Regions from separate parts of the Mus musculus genome. Here regions 2 and 3 are each linked to region 1. The links are chromatin contacts, called in public Hi-C and HiChIP or PLAC-seq maps. All regions are on one chromosome and are shown on one strand. The core of a region is the stretch at or near the end of the contact, and the rest is flanking DNA. Distances in the headings are between cores, read along the strand shown.

Region 1 (3,400 bases), core at 679-3,178:
CTATGGACACCAAACTGACCCTCGGGTAGACCTTCCTTCCTTCCGGTCACCTTTGTGGGGCTGTCATTCATTTATCTCAGTCCCCAGAACCAGCATCTTGTAGGATTTTTTTTTTTTAAATCTCTCTGTGCCTAGAAGAGGCATTCTTCACCCTGGCAGTAGCTCTAGCTATCTCCCAGTTCTCCCAATCTGGCAGAGAGCCTTGGGAAGAGCAGGTTTGGAAAGACAGTGCCATAACCAAACAACTCAGGAGCCACCACACAGGAAAAGCAACCCCTCTATCGGCCCAGCCCAGCCTGCTCTCCCCAAGGTCAGCTACTCTGAGCTCACTGGCTATTCTATAGGGCTATTTTTTGAGGAGCCCGTGAAAATTACACAGAAAATGTAGTTTACATGTGCACAGCCTTCTGAAAGGGCAGTAGAAGTTCAGATTCTCGGAGATGTGTGATCCTAACCAATGACCTACTCACACACTGCTCAGGGGACAATAACCAATGGGGTTTAGGAACATTTGGACTTAAGATTTAAGATGGTGCCTTCAGCCTGGGGCTTGCCTAGGTTAAATTTAACTTTAGCACACACACACCCCACTCCCCACTTCCCACTTCCCACTCGTAGCGCCTGGTCTTAGCCTGCTTATTTTAAATGGGAAGGCTGAAGGAAGTAGGTGTGTTCGGGCACTGTATAATTAGTTGATTAATCAGTTATATTAACTTATCAGCCGAATGATTATGAGCAGTCATTATCACCCTCAATGAGTTCTCTGTTAATTTCCTGTTGGGAGGGTCACCCTCTCTAGGCTATCCCAGGCAATAAAAAGCAACTACTTTTCATAAAACAAAATTACTTCTCACTAGAGGCCAGGGTGGAAGGTATAGGAAACTGTAGGGGAGGCCCTTTTGTGGGGAGATTTCTGGGGTCCCGGCTTGGGACTGGGTGGAGTGGGGGGGATGTGGCTTCAATGTTCACCATACTGTCAAGGTTAGCCAGGTTTCCTCTGCTCCATGCCCCCTCCAACCCTCTCAGGACATTCTAGTTTTCTGTTTGATGGTATCTTGTTTGATGACAGCCTTTTCTCCTGCATCCCACGTGGACCCCTCTCCCCACCAAATCTCAGTGCTCTTGCGTCAGACTCTTCCAAGTTCTGGGATCCCAAACTTTCTCCACTAAGACATACATGAGGGGTGGGGTGGGGTGGGGTTGGCTTTTGGGAAATACCTGTGTGGATGTTGGAGGAAGGCTACTCTGGGGCCTGGGGGAACACCTGTATAGAAGTCAGAGCAAAGATGAGAAAAAACAAAAACGCAGGAACACTTTCAGTGATATGTAATTGGCTCCCCCCCCCCCAAGCCAAGCCTGCACAGAGGACCTCGAATTAGGAAGAAGGTAGAGGCTAGCCTGGGTGTGTTTTCTACCTTTCTCCACTACTGTGTAATTTTTGACTTATCATAAAAAAAAAAAATCCATGACCATCTAAAGAAACGCTCAGGAAACAAAGGGGACATCTATGGTCCGTTTTTCTTTATTTCCTTCTGATTACTGGGGAGGAAGGCCTCTTCGCTACCCCACGAGTAAGCTCAGCCCGGCTGTATCCTGCTCAGCCCCAAGATTTGTTTCAAAAATACCATCCATGAAATCGGAAGCTGCCTGCTTGACTCAAGAGACTCCAGCCTGCCCACCAGACACCACCCATTTCTCAAGACAAATGCCACACCAACCTCTCTTCCACTCCGAGCCTGCCCCCAGGATTTTCTTGAAGGCAGGTCATAAAGTGTAGGTAGGTGTCTGCCTCTCCAGATGATGAGGATACAGGTCCTTTGCTCTGTCTTTAAACAGGACCACTTTGGAGATGACTGGAATGGGAGCGGCACCCTCCTGGCGCTTCTCGATTTCTTCAGGTTAAAACAGGACCGGGCAACCGACAACTGCACTCTACCTGAGCTGCTTCTGGGTTCTTCCCTTGGGAAAAAGCTATGAGCAGTTGCGGCCAGCGTGAGTCAGGCGCCCATGGCTTCGCTAAGCCGCTCCTTTGCTGCCATCTGCTGGTTGCACCGGAGAAGTTCACGGAGATTTTTCGAATGCAGAGAACAAGTCTCTTAAAAATAAGAAAGAGGGCTGGGGGTGGATGGTAGAGCTTGCCCCTAGATTCTATGCCAAGTTGCACAAAAATAAAGTAAGGGAAGGAGGGAAACATGGTACTGAGGCACAAAGATACGATGTAGAATAAAAACAACAGGACCTGTTTTTGTACCTTGCTACAATATTGCTTTGGTACCTTGATCAAGTTGTGTAACATCTCTTATGCCATGAGGTGAGTGTATAGTGCCGGCAGAGCAAGCTTGGCAGCTGAGTGTGAACCTCAGAAGACACGTTTTTAAAAGTCGGATGTGGAGGAATGTATCTGAGCTCACAGCACTCCTACGGGGAGATGGGGCGTGGGAGTGGAGGTCAGAACTGAAAGTCACAGTCTGGCCAGCCTGGGGTACTTCATAAGCTGCAAGGAGACTCAAACTCCCAGAATCTGTCCTCTGAGCTATATCCACATGCTTACACTCACATACATTGTATACATACTTGTTAATTAAATTATTCTATTAATTATTTTTATTATGATTAATTGATTTAGTTATTAATTTTGTCATTTAATTATTTTTATCGATTTATTAGATAATTAAAATACTCCAAGGACCAGCATGTAACTTGATGGCAGAGAATTTTTGGAGCTTGTGTGAGGATGAAGATGACGGTCTTGTAGGATGAATGATGCCCAGGTTGTACCTTTCTGCTCATTGTCTCTAAGCTGTCCTTGGACCACTGGGTTCCTGTGGATGTCTCTAAATGATTATCCTTGACTCCCTCTTTCACAATCCTCGTATCTGGAGCTCATCAAATTCACTGTCTGCTTCACCTCAAACTTACCAGTTATCCAATAGTGGGAATGATCCCAAAGTCCTGCTCGGAAGCACGTTTCAAAAAGTCCTATGATCATAGAACAGCATCATCTTCAGTGGCCTCCTCGGACAGGAGTGACCTGGCCTCTCCTTTCTCAACTGCACGCCACCCGACTCTTCAGAAGCAAGCTATTTCAAGGCCAAATTGTCACCTTCCTTCTCCCAGTGCTCCCTCAGCCTAGGTTTCAAACTTGGGCACTGGTGACAACTGGCTGGTTCTATGAGCTCAGGGATGTCCTGTCTATGAATTCAGGAAGGGGTAGTGCCATTTAGCTCTGGTATCTGCCCACTAGACAGACGCTTTGGGAGACAACCTAAGATGTCTTTGGATGCTGCCCTGAACCACGTTGACAGCATCAGCCCTGGTTAGGAGCCACTGCTTGAGTCCGAGTCCCTCAGGCACGCCCTCTTGAGGTCATCATTGGCACTTCATCCAGAATGCCTTTGCT
Region 2 (3,391 bases), core at 59-2,558, 1.4 Mb before region 1:
ACTAATGGGGGGGTGTCCCGCAGCTCCGCTCTGCCTCACCTCCCCAAAAATACGTTCCTGGTGATTAGCGTGGAAGGCACACATGCATATATTCATTTTGCAACTTGGCCCTCCTCCCATCAGCCTTTGCCTCTGGAGTCCAAGGCCAGGAGCTCTTCAGCTGTGGGTGGAGGCAAAGGCGCTGGAATTGTTCTGAACCCACACAATACTGGGCAGCAGGCTACTGCTAATATCCCTGCCCCTCCCCAACCCGGTGAAAGGAAACCAACCCATTTCCTTTTAGGGTGTAGATGGAAACCACCCCCAGAGAACCAAACAAATGGCCCTCTGAGGTGTATAAGCTCTGAGGCGTGTCCTGACCCTGCCATATAGGAGCCAAGGCATATTGGCACAGGGCAGACACCCTTCTTAACCTTCAGTTCCGGCCCATGCCTGCCGCTGTGACTTCGTGCTGACCGGTGGTTAAACTTTCTAGACCAGACAAGGAACCATGGAAGGGGAAGATGGAGGTGAGGGAGAGTGTGGGGAGCAGTGGGAAGAATCAGATGGACGATATTCCTATTGTCCCCTCCGCCCCTGGAGCCTCCTTTTCCACTCCAGCCTATACTGGGAATATGAAATGGCCTGGTGGTGGCTTCTTACCATTTATAACAACTGGGAGCTCCTAAATCACACATGAATGTGCGCACTTGTAATCCCACCATTTGCAAGGTGAAGGCAAAGGGATTGGCCTTTCAAGGCCGTGCTTGGCTACACAGTGGGTTCAAGGCTACCTAGAGCTTTAGGAGACCCTGTGTCAAAACAGCAACAAAAATCAGTCCAGAGCTGCTGACTTCTCCCCTACCTCCGCCACCCACTACCCCACCCTAGGCATCACCATCCTGCCCACTTCAGATATGCAAACTCCACAAATCATTCTTCCAGGGGTACCCAGGAGCTGGCTTCCCAGGTCCGCCTAGGTAACCTGCACCATGTCTGCGGAGCAATTTCTGGAGGCTGATTGAAGAGGGGAGCCATTTGTGTGCCCCATGAGCTCTGCTCGGCAGCAGGCAGGGGGATGTGGCAGAGGGAGACAGGGACCCCTAATGAGATTCCCAGGCTCCATCTCCACCCACGAGTCAAGGAGACATTTCAAAAGGGGTTTGACACGGCATCCTTACCAAGCTGTCTGCTAAAATGCAAGGTGCAGGCCCCCAGAGAATCCAGAGCCTTCTGAGAGCGCGCCTGAGATAATCAGGCTGTACCAGTGTCTGCTAAGCAGCTGTTCCCACCAAGAGGGACAATGGCCCGGCCCCAGCCCTCGTAGGGCTGGTTTCAGCCCCGTCTTCACCCGCTGCCAACTCTTTGATCACTTCTCAACGAGGATCTGTAGGGCATATTACAAAGTGCTTTGGGCTGTCTGCCAGCAGGCACCTCACTACACCATGACAACAGCCAGAAGTGTCAGAGTGGGGAAAGAGCCGAAGCTTGCTGGATGCCTTTTAAAAAAAAATAATTATATTTGAATTTGAAAAGCAATCTTCATATATGTAAGTAGTGTCATTTATATGGAAAACTATGCCAGTCGGTCGCTCTACCCTTTTAATATTTGATGGCGCCCGGGTTCTCAACATACTTGAGATAAGGGTCCGGCGGCTTCTCAGGGATTTCTGAGACTCCTAAGCTGGGGGTGGGGGGGAAGCCACTGGAGACCTAAATTCAGCTTCTTCCTGGTTCCTTCTGTATCTCTCTGCATCCTGCCTGCAAGCATGCTTTGTTTAAGCTAATGGAGAGCATTTGTGGGGCTAAGGTGAGGGGAGGGGAGAGAGTGGACGACGTAGGGTCCCGAGGGGCTGGATGTGAGCAAGATACAGTAACATGGGTTTCTGAAAAATGTCATAATGGAACCTGTTACTTTACATGCTAATTAAAAACTGAAATCAGGAGAAAGAGGAAATTTGTTTGCTGTTGTCATCAGTGACATAATTTACCTAAGTTTTAGAAATCACAGCCGCATTGCCACGTTAGCCGCTTTTAGGTGTGGTGTGTTGCTTCACGGTGGCACAGCCAATGCTACCAAGCTCCGCGGAACCTTCGGACCTCACGCTGAACAGGACAGCTACCACACACTATCTCCACCTCCCTCTCTCCTGCCTGGCCACCAACCTTCCTCTTTCTCCCCATGGGATTTGAAGGTAGCAGGTTCCCGGGCTCTGAAATCACGCAGTAGTTTGTGTATGGTCTCTTTCTCTTAGTACAATGACCCGAGGGTCCACCCATCTTATAGCAGGGGCAGGATTTCATTCCTTAATATTTTTTTAATTTTTGAGGCAGAGTCTAAAATGTCCAGGGCCGGCTTACAACTCACCATGTAGGCGAGTTTCTGATCCTCAGCCCCAGCTCCTAAGCACTGGGATTGCACGCCTGCGTCACCACCCTGGCACCTGTGGTGTTGGGGATCGTTCTCATTAGGCAAAGGACCCTGCCAACGGAACTAATTCACCACCACCCCTCCCAATTTTCTTCCTTTTTAGAAATATTGGCTGAATCCATTGTATGGATTTTATATAACACCCCATTGCATGGATTCTGTTATTTTCATTTATCTGTTCATGAACAGTGGGGGTGTCTAGTTTCCTTGAATATGACTACCTGCCGGCTGACTATGCACTCAGGTCTAAGATATCTAATTTAGTTCTGACCAGGGCCATCAGATGGTTAGGAAAAGAAAGCCAGAGATAGGAAGAACTCACTATAAATTAGGGAAACTGAGGCTCAGTTTCTGATTCCTTAGGAAAGACTGGGAAATGAGGGCCCAGGGCGGGAGGGGGGTACCTGGGGGGACAGTTCAGTGGGTAAAGTACCTGGTCCATCCATATAAAACTCAGGTCATGACATCATAATGGAGGTATATGTGTGTAATTAACACCACACACACACACACACACACACACACACACACACACACACACGAATTCAGGAATGATGTGGAAATGAGCTAGCTCCCCGCTCTCCCACACAGCGTGTCACAGAACCGGTTCTTGCTAAATGTGTTAGAATAGCTCCCGTTGTCACACTACTCTGTGTGACCTAGTTCCTCAGGGAAGTGGAGGCAGCCGCCCACAAAACATCTAAGGGAAACAGTGGGGCATCTTGCTGAGGAGACAATTCTGTCCTGGAAAACAGGGACAAAGCCCACCCCCCCCCCCCCCCCCCAGTCACCAGGCTGTAGCTGGCAGGGGGCTGTTTCTTCAGGGAGAGCCACAGCGGAATCTCTTTGAGGCTCCTCTTCTGCAGAGACACATCAAGACTGTTGCATGTGGCCAGTCCATCACTTCTCTCTGGTTTCTCTCCTAGGCCAGAGATTCGAGCCCAGCTGGAGGCCCTCTGCCTGCCTTAAGGGTAAAAATGC
Region 3 (3,426 bases), core at 832-3,331, 1.4 Mb before region 1:
TATCCTCCCTGAGGTGCTGATGGTGGGTTATGGCCTTACTAGGTTTGTCCTATCAGCAAACTATGCATCCTGAGGGTTGGAGAGAGAGCTCTGTGGATAAAGTACTTGCCACACATGCACGAGGACCTGACTTTGATCCCCAGCACCTCTGTAAGTAGCCAGGCATGGTATTGCACTGTGTAATCCCAGCACTGGGAAGGCAGAACCAGGATTCCCAGTACTCCCTGGCCAAGTCCTTCCAGCTGAGGAGCCCTAGGTCCCAGTGAGAGATTCTATCTCAAAAATAAGGTGCCGAGTTCTGGCAGAATGACACCTGGGGGTGACCTCTGACCTCCACGGACATTTGCAATGGCCCCCCCACCCTGAGCATCCATACATACCTACATATGTACATATGCATGTGCACACTTATACACATACACGCACACGCACGCACAGATGTGCACAAGCACACACTGGGGGGGGGGCCATAAAAATGATTTTAGAATTTCTACTGGCTTCTAAGTGAAACCAGAATAAAAATCAGAGTCGTTGGAGGCCTCCAGGCTGTGCTGGACGTTATCATTACCCGTTTACAACCTTGATTCTGTGACTTATCTCTGGCCATAAGAACTCCAGGTACCTCTGGACACTTTAAAGTTAAGAGTTCCTGCCTCCGGGCCTTTGTACCTGCTGTTCCTTCCCTGGCATGGTTTTCCAGCTGAGGGTTACAGGCTACCTCCCCACAGCACTTACCAGTCATTGACATGTGGGTTTGTTTACTATGACCCTTGAGAGGTCCTGTGTCTGGGCTGCCCGTCCACCTTGGAGTTGCAGAGATGGAAGGCCAACGTCTCTGTAGAGATTAGATCACCTTGATTTTCCCCAGCGACAGATCCGCACACACCTCGTCCTACCTCCCGCACCAATAGAAAGCCAAGAAAGAAGGGCAAGGCTTGGAGAGAGACTCCATATGGCTACTGCTCCTGCAGAAGATCTAAGTCCAGTTCCCAGCACCCACAAGGGTGGCTCACAACTACCTGTACCTCCAGCTGTAAGTGATCTGACTCCCTCTACTGACCTCGGAGGGCACCTGCACTCCCATGGGCAAACCCACTCTAACATATAATTAAAAAATAAATACATACATAAATAAAATCTTTAAAGAAATAAAGAATATGCTTCCATGAACAGGCTCAGTTTCCCGGCATATTTTCCCTACAGAGAAAGATCCATCTCTTAGCCCAGGCCAACACAAATGGGTGCGGAATTAATTAATTCTGCACAGCCTTCTCGGCTGCAGCTAGCTAGGAAGCCACAGGCTAAGGTGCCTGCCTTTTCTGCAAGATTAAATTAGCTAGGAAAAGACTCCTTGGTATCATCGTCATATTCAGGCAAGCCCTCTATCACCTAGCTACACTCTCAACCAGGCCGTTTTATAAAGAAAGAAACTGTCATCCATCAGGTAACATGTCTCAAGAATTTGCAATCTGGCTTGATACTCCGGGTGGCCCCACTACTCCTTATCCTCGGGGAAACTAAAACACGGTATCCCCAAGTTTCCACCTACAAGCTTTGAGAAAACGTCATAAATTAAATGCCCACGATTCTGTGGCAAACGGGCGGTACAAGTAGGCTCGTATTGACTCCTGGAGCCCACAGGATGCTACAGAATGAATGAATGGACCATCTCCGTCCCACACACCCTGGTCCTCCCTAGGAGGCTGCACGGTCCCCTACAGGACGCTTGGGCGCGAGCGGCGTCCCCAGACCGGACGGCGAAGCGCCTTTGCCGCCAGGCTCGCGGGGTCACAGGGTAGCAGCGGCCGAGCATAGCCTTCATTTACCTGCCAGACACTGCAGCAATCACGGCCTCTGCTAATCCAGCCTAGCCAATCCCTGGCGTGGCCAGGGCGCCACGTGACTTCCGGCCGGCAGTGCCACCGAGAACGCGATCGGCGCTAGGACCCTCGCACAGGGAGGCCTGCCTCTAGTCCGAGAAGGTCCGCCCCTGCCGTCACATTCAGCCAATGGAGAGCCGAGGCTCCGGCAGAACCAATGGCGAGGAGGCATGGAGGGGCCTGGCGTTGGCGTCACTAGGTGGGGCGGGGCGTGCGGCGGATCACGTGGCCGGCGCGTTGGCTGCGGGAAGGTAAAGCAGTGCTGGAAGCGGATTGCAGGGGTCATGCCGTGGGGTCGTCTCTGCGCCTGCGCCCTACCGGGATGCTGAACCTGGCGGCGCTGCTGTGGCGCCGGCTCCTGCGCAAGCGCTGGGTGCTCGCCCTGGTTTTCGGCCTCTCGCTAGTTTACTTCCTCAGCAGCACCTTCAAGCAGGTAAGCGACTTCTCTCAGGACCTCCGTCCTTCCGATCCTGCTTCCTCCCTCAAATACTATGTCCTTCTCCCCATCGTTCTTCTAATCCTCCTCCTGAGCACTCCTCCCTCTGATCTAAAATCCTCCTTCAGCCCTTCTCCCTCCGTTGCGTTGTCCTCTGCCCTTCTCCTTTCCCCTCCCTAGCTCCCTCCGTCCTCCACTCCTCCTCCTCCCTCGAATTCTCTGCCTCCCCATCCTCTGTTCTCCTCTGCCCTCCAACTTCTTACCTCTCACCCTCTGTTCTTTTCCAACCCCTCCTCCTCGATCCTCACAGTTCCTCCCTCCCTTGATCCTCTGTCCTCTGATGCTCCTCTCTCCTGTCCTCCACCTTGTAGTCCTCCTGATATGCAGCCATTCAGTCCTCCCTCTGAGCCTCTGAGCCTCTTCCTTTCAGTCCCTGGATCATCCATTGGTCCTCCCTTCAGCTCTCTAGTCCTCAACCCTCTAGTCCTCCTCCCTCCGATTGTGTGATCCTCCTCCTGTCCTCCTGTGAATCGAAGGCCGCTAAGGGAGGCGTCCCACTGCAGGTCTTTGTACCGCCCCTCTTCCGTGCGGGATCTGGCTGGTAGGCCAGGCAGAATGGGGTCCTCAGACCTGTGCACCCTCCTCTGTCGCGTTCCCTGCTCCGCACAGCCCCAGGCTTCTTGATGGGCAGGAGGTAGAGATGGCTAGACCAGGAAGTGGCCAAGGGCTCTCTGTGCCTGTTCACCTGGGTGACCCAACAGGCTCCCTTTTGGGGCACAACTTGGTTGGGTAGATTTTTATTTTTTATTTTTTTATTTTTAATTTCTCAACCTCCCTTTCCCGTTTTTGTCCTGGTAGAGAGTTCCTAGAGACCTGGCATCCCACTGTAGTAGGAACCAGTTCCCAGCATTTGCCTAGAAACCACACTTGACTGAGTTGCATTTTGTAGGTCACCTGCCCCTCCGCCTTTCCTGCTCCTGTGCACCCTTTGATCCTGTTTTGCTGTTCTTACGAATATAGTTCTCTGGTTTTCTGTATCACAGTCCGTCTTTTGAATGGTTGCGCTTTTGCACAGTCACTCCTGGGGGGGGGGGGGGGCGTGTCTTACTC

What was found. A called contact is a pair of places that touch in the nucleus more often than the background predicts. HiChIP or PLAC-seq counts read pairs in DNA pulled down with a chosen protein or histone mark.
Region 2: a contact with region 1 is called in a Hi-C map of cortical neurons, with 6 times the contacts expected there. The contact joins the enhancer-like site here to the promoter of Tbx3os2 in region 1. A contact is called at or near these places in 8 of 39 promoter capture datasets (the 3T3-L1 cell line, cranial neural crest, frontonasal cranial neural crest and 5 more), 2 of 15 datasets of contacts at CTCF or cohesin (large pre-B cells and stem cell-derived epiblast-like cells), 26 of 484 Hi-C or Micro-C datasets (B cells, the C2C12 cell line, CD4 T cells and 20 more), 10 of 115 datasets of contacts at active chromatin or transcription factors (astrocytes, craniofacial prominence, embryonic forebrain and 7 more) and 2 of 9 other capture datasets (adipose tissue and liver).
Region 3: an H3K4me3 HiChIP or PLAC-seq map of embryonic forebrain shows a contact between it and region 1, with 9 times the contacts expected there. The contact joins the promoter of Spring1 here to the promoter of Tbx3os2 in region 1. A contact is called at or near these places in 3 of 39 promoter capture datasets (the C10 cell line, cranial neural crest and embryonic stem cells), 1 of 484 Hi-C or Micro-C datasets (embryonic stem cells), 17 of 115 datasets of contacts at active chromatin or transcription factors (the NIH/3T3 cell line, T-cell acute lymphoblastic leukemia, craniofacial prominence and 8 more) and 2 of 9 other capture datasets (adipose tissue and liver).

Annotation. Positions count from the first base shown.
Region 1 is chr5:119,689,290-119,692,689 of GRCm38.p6, forward strand. Tbx3os2 (T-box 3, opposite strand 2) reads right to left here and starts at 1,929. Exons shown (of 3, transcript NR_040416.1): 1 at 1,719-1,929.
Region 2 is chr5:118,273,428-118,276,818 of GRCm38.p6, forward strand. No RefSeq gene overlaps it. Among named protein-coding and RNA genes, the nearest start is that of Gm25076, 8.7 kb to the left of the region's middle. Within about 2 kb of position 1,309, at least 26 of the 459 cell types and tissues checked have an H3K27ac peak or open chromatin away from gene starts, as enhancers often do. A contact at or near this core is called in adipose tissue, cortical neurons, embryonic forebrain and 2 more, where this site is marked.
Region 3 is chr5:118,243,146-118,246,571 of GRCm38.p6, forward strand. Spring1 (SREBF pathway regulator in golgi 1) reads left to right here and starts at 2,082. Exons shown (of 5, transcript NM_001081236.1): 1 at 2,082-2,313. The coding sequence starts at 2,203. Rnft2 (ring finger protein, transmembrane 2) reads right to left here and starts at 1,880. Exons shown (of 11, transcript NM_001109902.1): 1 at 1,827-1,880.